2 separate regions of the Ovis aries genome follow, and region 1 is linked to region 2. The links are chromatin contacts, called in public Hi-C maps. All regions are on one chromosome and are shown on one strand. The core of a region is the stretch at or near the end of the contact, and the rest is flanking DNA. Distances in the headings are between cores, read along the strand shown. Region 1 has its middle 180 kb from the start of JMJD1C. Region 2 has its middle 110 kb from the start of JMJD1C.

Region 1 (5,338 bases), core at 1,198-3,697, 76 kb after region 2:
GTGGAGGTTTGCTGAGGAAGTGTCCACAGGGAGAGCAGAAGTCTGTGATCTCAGCCTCTCATCCATCAGCTGGGATGTGGAAGGTTTATGTTCTCGACCCAGGGCCCTACTTCCATGTTGCTTTCCAGATAGAGTGAGAGAATGACTTATCAGTGGGGGTACAAACAGATTCAGGGGCACTAAGCAATCTGAGTTAGGTGTTTGGATATTTTCAGCTGTCCAGGAAAGCCAATTTTGCAGCTCTGGATCTTTGAGGCCTGCACGGAGGCCTGTAGTTTACCTGACTAGGGATGGGGAAGAAGCTATCAGTCCTATGAGTTTGGGGCAGTCCATCCCATGGGAGAAGAAGGAGGCCCCTGCTGTAGTTGGTCTGTCTAGGCTGCTTAAAGTAACCTTCCAGAGTTATTTCTAGACAATTTTGCTTGTCACACTTACTAACCTTAACTCCTGACCTAGCCAGTCATTTAAAATCCTTTGCATGCTTTACCAGTCAGTTCAGGGTAAAGTCCAATGAGTTTGTCTTCCAAGACAGTCACCATCTGGCCTAACCTAACTCTTCAGTCTTTTTTTAAAATTTATTTTTGGCTATGCTGGGTCTTTGTTGCTGCTCAGGCTTTCTCTAGCTGCAGTGCATGGGTTTCTCATTGCCTAGGCGCATGGTCTCAGCAGTTGCGGTTCATGGTCTTAGTTGCCCTGTGGCACGCGGGATCTTCCTGTACCAGGTATGGAACCCATGTCCCCAGGACTGGCAGGCAGATTCTTAACCACTGGACCACCAGAGAAGTCCTTCAGTCTTTCTTTTGTCACTTTTACGTTATATCATAAACTCCAAGTGTACCAGACGACCTTCTTCACTCCTAACATTTCCTGTATTATTGCTTCTCTGTGCCGGGAAGACTTGCGCACTATGCCTCTTCCTGGAATGCATATTGCTGTGCAGTCTGCCCATTAAATTTCCTCCTCATCAAAGCTTGCTCATCCTTAAGGTTTCAGCTCAACTACTCCTCTCTCTGGGAAACATTCCCAGATCTTTAATCCACATACCCAGCATAATTAATCATCGCTGCCTTTGCATTCCCACAGCACTCAGCACACACTGTAGCTTATCACCTTGTTAAGCAACATAGCAGTGGCCTCCCCTAGATTATGAGTTTCCTGAGCACCAAGAGTTTGTTCTTATTTGTTCTTATAGCTTAAGCCCTACTGGGCTTCTGTCCCTGGGATGGATCCTGCTGGCCCCACTGTGGGATGCTGCCTTTTATTCTGCCCTTTATTCTCATTAGGGAGCTGCCTTATGGCTAAAGTTTACTAGGTTGTACAGGCCTCTCCCTGGTGATAAGAGAATCTAAAGATCGAGGAGGTGCAGCCTGTTAAAATGTTACAATTTGTAACCAAGCCTGAAGAGGGCTAAACAAGTTTGGAAGGGGACAAAATTAGGAAGAGGTGAAGCTTAATCTTTCGGAAAAACTTCTCACATGGTCAGTGGGACTTGGGAGAATAGCCATTGACACAGACGATGATAATATGATCTAGTGTAGAAAAGGAACACTATAATAATTTTTTTTAAAAAGTAATTATCCCTTTGACTGCGCTGGGTCTTTAGTTGCAACACAAGGGATCTTTAGCTGCAGTATGTGGGATCTAGTTCCCTGACCAGGCATCAAACCCACATCTCCTGCATCCAGAGTGAGAGTCTTAGCCATCAGACCACCAGGGATGTCCCCAGGAACAGTACCATAGTTTTTGAAACAAAGATTTCTCTTTCTGTGACCTTTTCTTGATATGATTGTGTTGATGTTAACTTTATTACTGCAACTGAATCCCAAGGTATCAGGATGTACTCCAAACAGCTGTGAATGTGGCCTTTCACTGATTTGCCCCCACCACTTGGGCATATAGGGGTAAGGCTTCCTGTTTCCACAGTCATGGAGCCTGGGTTGTTCCAGTTAAAGTACTAGTGACAGGCACTTAAATTAGACCACACAGAGTTAAGGAAAATCATTGGCCCTTTCATTTTCATCAGGTCAACACACTTTAAAGGTTTGTAGTTATACACTTTGACCTCTATGGGTTTCTGGAACAACAAAGCACTGTCCAGAATGATAAGACCCAGCAGGTGATGTGGCTTTTCTGTAAGTTTATTCAGTCACCTCAGGACACACCTAAAGGTAGGCTGATGCCAAAGTACACAGGCCACTGGGTGTGAGCCTGCAGGGAGCAGAGACTGGGAGGGCTAATGGAGCCGTTGGCATGGTGACAGACTGCAGGTCTGGTCTGGCCTGCATGACAGCTGCTCGTGTTCCCAGGACCAGAGCCAGCTGGTGGCTCACGGCAGTGGTTTCTGGGTCCTGGCTCCATTCCAAGACCAGCCCAAGCTCCTTAGCCCTGACCTGGCTGTGGCTTTGTTCTGTCTCCAAACTGTGGTTCCGCCCCCTGAGCCAGAAGCCTTTGCTCCCTAAACCATGCCCTTCTCCCAGCCTGACATACAGCCTGCTCTGGGCGGGCCTAGGGGCCAGAGGAAAGGGCCGGGCCTTTGAGGTTAAGCTTGGTCAGTCTAAGAACTTTTATATAGTGGTTTCGCCCTCTCTGAAGTGGACTCAGTGGTACACTTCTGTGGTGCTGCCGGTGCATTGGGCTCCAAGAGCGGGTAGAGATCACAAAGGATGAAGCAAAAACCTGGCGGCATATTCCCCTAACCTTGGAACATACCAAGAAGGCAGCTCAAAAACTGGACTTCACAACTGGCCTTGTTTCCACAAGAAGTGTCACTTCAGCTCGGGGTCTCCTAAAGTGAAGTCAGGAATATCACAACATTCTCAAAATAAGATGGATTTTAATCTCTATCAGAACATTTCACAAACACTCCAGAGAAAAACCTCCATGATTTCAGTCTTTTGCCAAGTGAATCTAAATCATCTCCAAATGTGTCTGTGTCTTTAGTGATCAGAATGGGCGGTCTTGCTGTGCAAATCAGCTGCTGGTCCTCCCATAGCCCACTGCCATCCTAAACTCCTAAACTCCTCCCCTCCCGTGTGGAGCTCTGAAATATGCTGTTAGAACAGTCTTTATTTGCCTGTTCCCCTCTCGGTTTCTGTCTAATTCTCCCAGATTGTGAGAGACACAATAAAGGGGAAAATTATTTTTGTTTTTCAGTGCTTCCCTTTTACAAACTCTTTTTTTAGAAACCACAACCTCGGATCCCAGCAGAGGTTCCTGGGGGTTTTAAGAACATCAATCAGTTTCGCAGCTGGAGGCTGAGGCTTTCCTCAGGGAAGACTTTTTACATAAAACAGATTGTACTTTGTCCTTGCCAGGGCAGACAAAGGTTTAAATTAAATATGCAGTAAGCTGCATTTGGCTGCTTGCCACAGCCTGGGGGAGGAGGAAGGGAGATCTTGTCCCTACTCTCCCCTTCTCTGTGTGGTAGTTGTTTAATCCCCCCCCCCCCCCCCCCCCCCACCACCACCAGTGAAAGGAGCCTGGAGTTAAGAGATGCTGGCTCAGAGTTAGGGTTTTCTGCAAGTTCATTGTATAACAAGGCACCTAGCCTCCTGAGACCTCAGTTTCCTCTTCTGTATAATGAAGATTTGGAGATGATCTGGAAAGGTCTTTTTCATACTGAACCTTCTAGTTCAGTTCAGTTCAGTCGCTCAGTCGTGTCCGACTTTTTGCGGCCCCGTGAATTGCAGCACACCATGCCTCCCTGTCCATCACCAAACCGGGAGTTCACCCAAACTCATGTCCATCAAGTTATCTCCAAATTCTGCCACCTGGATTCCAACAAATGCCCCAAGCTTCAACTATGAGTAATGCATCTTCACTAGTCCTTGGATGACTGAGGTGACCAGGCTCCTTTTTCCTTGGATCCAGGAACCAGGAATGTCATGTTATAAGAGAAAAGCCCAATAAGACCTGATAAATGGCAACTGACTCTGTCTCTCAGTTTTAGGGAGTAATAGAGAGTGGTGGGGGTTGTCATGAATTGAAGAGAAAGACTCTTCTAAAAGGACTGAAAAGAGAAAGTGTTAATCGTTCAGTTGTGTCTGACTCTTTGCGACCCATGGGCCCATGAATGAATGCAGGGCAAAGGCTAATAGAGTTTTGCCAAGAGAACACAGCGGTCATAGCGAACACCCTCTTCCAACAACACAAGAGAAGACTCTACACATGGACATCACCAGATGGTCAATACTGAAATCAGATTGATTATATTCTTTGCAGCCAGAGATGGAGAAGCTCCATTGTCAGCAAAAACAAGACTGGGAGCTGACCCTGGCTCAGATCATGTACTGCTTATCATCAAATTCAGACTTAAATAGAAGAAAGTAGGGACAACCACTAGACCATTCAGGTACAACCTAAATCAAATCCCTTATGATTATACAGTGGAAGTGAGAAATAGATTTAAGGGATTAGATCTGATAGAGTGCCTGAAGAACTATGAACGGAGGTTTGTAACATTGTACAGGAGACAGGGATCAAGACCATCCCCAAGGAAAAAGAAATGCAAAAAAGCAAAATGGCTGTCTGAGGAAGCCTTACAGATAGTTGTGAAAAGAAGAGAAGCGAAAAGTAAAGGGGAAAAGGCAAGATATACCCATTTGAATGCAGAGTTCCAAAGAATAGCAAGACGAGATAAGAAAGCCTTCCTCAGTGATCAATGCAAAGAAATAGAGGAAAACAATAGAATGGGAAAGACTAGTGATCTCTTCAAGAAAGTTAGAGATACCAAGGGAACATTTTATGCAAAGATGGGCTCAATAAAGGACAGAAATGGTATGGACCTAAGAGAAGCAGAAGATATTAAGGAGAGGTGGCAACAGTACACAGAACTATACAAAAAAGATCTTCATGACCCGGATAATCATGATGGTGTGATCACTCACCTAGAGCCAAACATCCTGGAATGCAAAGCCAAGTGGGCCTTAGGAAGCATCACTATGAACAAAGTAGTGGAGGTGATGGAATTCCCGTTGAGCTATTTCAAATCCTAAGAGATGATGCTGTGAAAGTGCTGCACTCAATATGCTAGCAAATTTGGAAAGCTCAGCAGTGGCCACAGGACTGGAAAAGGTCAGTTTTCATTTCAATCCCAAAGAAAGACAATGCCAAAGAATGCTCAAACTACTGCATGATTGCTGTCATCTGACATGCTAGTAAAGTAATGCTCAAAATTCTCCAAGCCAGGCTTCAACAGTACAAGAACTGTGAACTTGCAGATGTTCAAGCTGGTTTTAGAAAAGGCAGAGGAACCAGAGATCAAATTGCCAAGATCCATTGGATCATGGAAAAAGCAAGAGAGTTCCAGAAAAACATCTATTTCTGCTTTATTGACTAT
Region 2 (5,553 bases), core at 2,169-4,668:
AAGTGCAGTGATGTTATCCATTGACACATAAAATTAACCATCATAGTATCCTTAAAATTAAGTTCCAAAGGAAACTATTTACCCTAAAATATAAAGTTGTCAGAGTCAACATATAAAATTCCCAAGTCTTGCACTTTGTTAGTTTATCTTACAAAGAAAGGGACTGTTGCAGCACATGCTTATTTGAAAGAGGGAAATTATGCCTCATGAGGCTTGTGATGCCCTGTGTGTTAGATTGTGATAAATAAGATTTATATATCATTTGTTTCCACACTTTGGGAGTATGTCTGTTTTACAGATAGGGAAACCGAGACTCAACAGTGATCAAACCCAAGCACAATAATTGTAGCTTCAGATTCTTGTGTTGTTAATTCCATTATACTTGGTTATCCTGGCTACCACAGAATACTTAAACAGCTAAGGTAGAAATGGTTCTTACTATTTCTGCATTAGATAAAAATTTCAGATTATCAGATTAGAATGGATTGAAGTTTTTTGAGTAAGGTAGTTAATAGCAAATTTGGCTCTTAGGGTAACTTCGGCAAGGAGAGAAAGGATGCTTTTTAATTGAATAGGAAAAAGACCACATTTACTATCAGTTATTGGCTGAGACAAACAGGAAGAGATCTGAAGAGAGGATGTGGCTCAGCCGGGAGGAGCATCCACTCAGGAAGTGCTTTCCTTCCCCACCTTCCCACCAGCGTTTGCTCTGCCACTTTCTCTCTTCAAACCACACCTTGTAAAGCCTTTTATGTGCTCTGTTCACAACAAGAATTTTCGTGTTTTAACTAATAAACCTAGGTTTTAACTAGTAAAACAGAAAAGGGCCAAATGACTTTTTACACAGGAGATGAATTTCATTGTCTTTTCAGTAGAAAGCAAGTACGGTGGGATATATAGCAGGCAACAGTTTCCCTATGTTCTAGGAAAGTGGAACTGAATTATTGTTAGTTTACAAAACCTTGTATAAAATTAAAGTTTGCAGGGGGCTCCCAGGGAGGGAAATTAGACAAAGAAAGGAAGATTCGGGGAACTCTTTATTTTGCTATATTCTGAGAAGGGGTCGCGAAGAGTCGGACACGACTGAGCTGAACTGACAAGATAACCCATTTAAAAAGCCAAAGTTTTTAAAGTGTAATTTAACATTAAGCAACGTACAGAAGAGGCTGTGGTTGTTTTCCTTAGAATAACAAATCCTAAAATTAGAAAAGAATATTGAAGAGGGGGGAACCTTAATTTTGTAAACTTATTAGAATAAAAGGGGTGATTCAGAAAAGCAAGCATACATAATTGTCTTTAAAAGGAAATATATCTTCCCTAGTGCAAAGTAAAGTTATATGAGATCTGGTTGATATTTGACCTGACAGTCTCAAAGCGTATTAGACTGCAAGCAAGTAATAATTGCTTCCTCATTTAGGTTAGACAATGAGTTCTCTCTGCAAGCTGCTCTCCTCTAAATAGATTGTCGAGAGTAATTGAAACAAGTTATACTGGGAAGTGGAGTGACCGATTCCTCAAAGTGTGAGAGCAGAGCTATGGTAACCTCTTAAGCCTGGCCTTCATCCTGTTCCTATTTAGGGAATCCGCAGGGCAGCCTGCGAGAGAGTGCAGTCTGCAGTTCGCCAGCTTTATTGTTTAGACTTGAAGGGAAGGTCATATGCCCTCTTTGACAGAGAGGTTTATGGTCTCTCTCTAATTAGCAGCACCCTCCACCAGACAGACTGTTGGCCACATTCCAAGAGCGGGGTTTGGTAGCTGCCACTGATGAAGGAGAAAACAAGGTTATTTACCCTGTGACTGTAATTCTTGGCACAAGTCCTCTCTTTAAACTCAGACATGTTTTCCTTTTGTTCCAACTTGCCTTTGGAATCTGAGTAGGACGTGAAGGGAGGAAAATGCGACTCTATATCAATATTTAGTAGTGTAAGCAACCCGTATGTTGGCCTCGAATACTTTTTACTATTCTAGGGCTGCACGGTTCAACAACATCACTTACCACCACCACCCCCCAAAAAAGGCCACACATTCAGAGCGTTGCTAGTAAACGTAAATGCTTGAGCACATGCCCACACATAACCTCAGAAAAGGAAGTTTAATTTGCAACATCTATAAAATAACGACAGTTTTACATTAGGACACTTAAATCCCAGAGGTGAAGTGTGATTGGGTTTATCTCTCACTGGAGTGTTAAAAAGAGTCCCGGGATTATATCTGGCTCGTTCTGTTCTGCCGGTTCCGACGGACGGTGGGTTAAGCTGATAGAAATGCTTTTTGGTTGATTTAAACCAGATACTCCGACTATTTTTGTCCGGTTTGCAGGCGTTGCAGCACTGCAGAAGGCAACACTGCCCCCCTCGGCCGTCCGCCAACTGAGGGCGCAGGAGCCTGGTCTCCACCAGCTTTACCCGCGGCCATAAAAACCTTTCAAGTCCCCCTTATTATTCCAGGCACATTCCAAGGGAGTTGAGTCACAGGGTTCACTTGGCTTTTCTTCTGCTCTGAACTGCTTGTACCAGGTGGAATACGACATTCAACTTCGGAAATGGACTCCATACCGGTCAAAGAGCGCTTTAGGGCAAACCCCAAATGCAAGCCTACTGTTAACTTCTTCCGCACCTGGAGTTCCCTGGCTGTGCACCTGGCGTCCCATGGCCAGACCAGGATCGCGTCGTCAATACATCAGGGTTTTTTGGGGGGGAATCCCATGCTGCTGCTAAGTCGCTTCAGTCGTGTCCGACTCTGTGCGACCCCATAGACGGCAGCCCACCAGGCTCCTCTGTCCACGGGGGGAATCCCATAGAACTGCTCTATTTTCCTTGCCGATTTGAGAAGCTCCGAAGGCTGCACGGCCGAGGGGCAGGGGCTGGGTTGGAAACTTTTCCTTTTGGCAGTACTTTTCGGGAGAGTTTGGAGGCCTAGGCGGGGAGCCTAGGGGGCTGAGGTTCCGACGGCTTTTAAGTCAGCTTCGAGGGAAAATTCCCAGCCCCTCCCACGCGTCCGCCCAGACTCGCCGGCCGCCAGGCCCGAGCGGCCCGCGGTGGGCGAGTGCGCACATCTGGCCGCCCAGAAGCCACATCTGGAACGTTAACTCCAGCACCCAGATGTTCAAGGAGCTGGGGTAGTCCAAAAGCCCAAGAGGCGGGGCTGCCGCGGCTGCAGCTCCTCCCTGTAGCCCAGACAACTGGGGTCCAGACTCGGGAGACGCCCCCGGCGGGGGAGAGCAGGGCGGGCCGCGGAGGCTGGAGCTCGGTGGGGTGGCTAAGGCCGCAGGCTGGGCTCACGGTGCCGGAGCCGCGCCGAGGGGTTGGGGGAGGGGCGTTGGTATGATGGAGGCAGGCGGGGGTTGGGACGCGGAGAACGGCCAGTGCGCGGGGAGGCCGGGGGAGGAACTGCTGGGGCCGCGCCAGGGCCTCGCCCCGCCCCGTCACCGCGTCGGCCCCACTGCGTGGGATTTTACAACCCAAGTGCCCAGGAGGTGGCGGAGGAGGGCGGGGCCGGCGGGCGCGTTTCCTGGGGGGAGGGGCGCGCTGACTGTGCTGGGGACGGAGGGCGGGCTTCCCCCTCCTTCTTGCCTAAGGTCCAACACTAAGACTGGCGTTTTCTCCTGCGGAGCGACTAGCCTCTATCTCCTCTGCACCCTCCCGGCACGGAGAGAGGCGTCCTCGCCGGTGAGGTTAGCCAGGAAGATCGCTCCTCTTCCCCTCTCCCCTCACCCACCCCTAACCAGGAGAGGGAGGAGCTACACGTCCCTCCATAGAGTTTTTCCGAAACCAGAGCTGCGTGCCGGCGGCTGAGCCCCTCTTGCGTTTGTTTGCACGCAGGAGTTTTGACGTCTCGCTAAGCAACGGTGTTTGCCAAGGAGTCCGGGCTGTTTCAGAGAGCTTGCGTCTGTTGGATGCTCCAGTTTGAACAAATCGTTTCCATTGATTTATTTAACCAAGGCGAGGGCAGGCCGTGTTCTTTTTTAAAAATTGTCCTTCATCCAGGTTGTCCTTACATTTTGACCTAAGAGTGTCATAACACCCCAGGTCGTTGCGTAAATGTTTTGTGACAATTTTTAAAACCAGAGGAGGAAATATCCTAAAGGAAAAGAAAAGCACGACCTACAGGAAAATGATTTTAAAAGATGTTGGTCCTTTTCCACCTGTCATCCTCAGTCATTAAGTAGTCTCTACCAAAATAATATGTCCATTCGCAGCCTTCAACCCGAGGCAAATCTCCCTCCCCCTATTTCGAGCAAAGTACGAAAACAGGTCTTCTGGTCCCACCTTAGTCACCAGCTGAAACTGAGTCAGCTCTAGCGTTTCCTCTCCCAAGAATTGCTGGCTGAGAATAAACAAAAGCATACAAAATATTAAGTGTTCAGGGTACAGTGCTCTTCCATTGCTTTGTCGCAAGTTACTCTCCCTCATGGGCTTCCCTGATGGCTCAGCCGGTGAAGAGTCCTGTAATACAGGAGACAGGGGTTCAATCCCTGTGTGGGGAAGATAGCCGAGAGGAGGAAAGGGCAACCCACTCGAATATTCCTACTTGAACAACCCGGGCTACAGTCCATACGGTAGCAAAGAGTCGGACACAACAAAGTGACTTAATTGCCCACGCACACTACCTCTTGGTGCTTGGTGCCTCAGTTTCTCCATTCCTAAAATGTCACCTGTACCTATAGTATAGAGGTGGTGTAAAGATTTAGGGTTAATGAGATAGTGCAAATCAAGTGCTTAACACAAAGCGCAATGCATAGGAAAAACTCCATGGTGACTGTTATTATGTGTTAATAGGCTCTGTTTATCAATAAAATAAGAGTTAGGCAATGGCAGTGGGATCGCTCCTTCAGTTAGTTTTTCCACAACCTGCAAAAAAGGCGGATTTTTCTTTCTCTGACCGTGACTGACCTCACTTTTCAACAGAGGACGGAACTGGAACAGAAGGGGACCATGATTCTAACTGGATGAGAGAAGTGTGCCCTCTTGTGGGCCTCCTGTTATGTTAGCAGGGACGTCCCCCAGGAGAGGAGGAGGATGGTGGGCCTTGTGGTCAGGGCGCTAATCCCACTTTCCCTCAAAATGTCTCCCATGCAGTTTTCTGTCATCAACTTCCTTGAGAAATATTTTCCGAATAATAATGCAGCTCTCCTCCCTTCTCGTCGCCCTGGATTCCTCTCCCTCACACTCTACATCCATCTATCAGCCACTCCTGTCAGCCCTAATTTATAGATGTGGATACATCACAAACCCCATACCTTCTTACTACCTGCTACACTAGCAACGGTCCAGATATTATTTCTTAGCAAACCTACTGCAATAAGCTCCTAACTCCTCTCCCCACTTCCACTGCTTCACCCTGCATTTCATTTTTCACCCAGGAACCAATCCTTTTAAAGTAAAAATGAAATATGCTCACTCTCCTCCTGCTCAAAATCTTCTAATTGTTTCCCATCATACTTGGAATAAAACCACACTCCTAGCAATGGCCCACGTGATTTGGCTCTTGTCTGATTCTCTTACCTCATCCTCTGTCACTTTCTTTTTGTTCATTCCTTCTCCAATCACATCA

What was found. Hi-C and Micro-C count contacts between places; a contact is called where the count stands out from the background.
Region 1: a contact with region 2 is called in a Hi-C map of liver, with 5 times the contacts expected there. The contact joins two enhancer-like sites. A contact is called at or near these places in 7 of 16 Hi-C or Micro-C datasets (hypothalamus, liver, mesenteric adipose tissue and 3 more).

The regions. Positions count from the first base shown.
Region 1 is chr25:19,068,389-19,073,726 of ARS-UI_Ramb_v3.0, forward strand. No RefSeq gene overlaps it. Among named protein-coding and RNA genes, the nearest start is that of JMJD1C, 180 kb to the left of the region's middle. Within about 2 kb of position 2,448, at least 34 of the 54 cell types and tissues checked have an H3K27ac peak or open chromatin away from gene starts, as enhancers often do. A contact at or near this core is called in liver and muscle, where this site is marked.
Region 2 is chr25:18,991,548-18,997,100 of ARS-UI_Ramb_v3.0, forward strand. No RefSeq gene overlaps it. Among named protein-coding and RNA genes, the nearest start is that of JMJD1C, 110 kb to the left of the region's middle. Within about 2 kb of position 3,419, at least 48 of the 54 cell types and tissues checked have an H3K27ac peak or open chromatin away from gene starts, as enhancers often do. A contact at or near this core is called in liver and muscle, where this site is marked.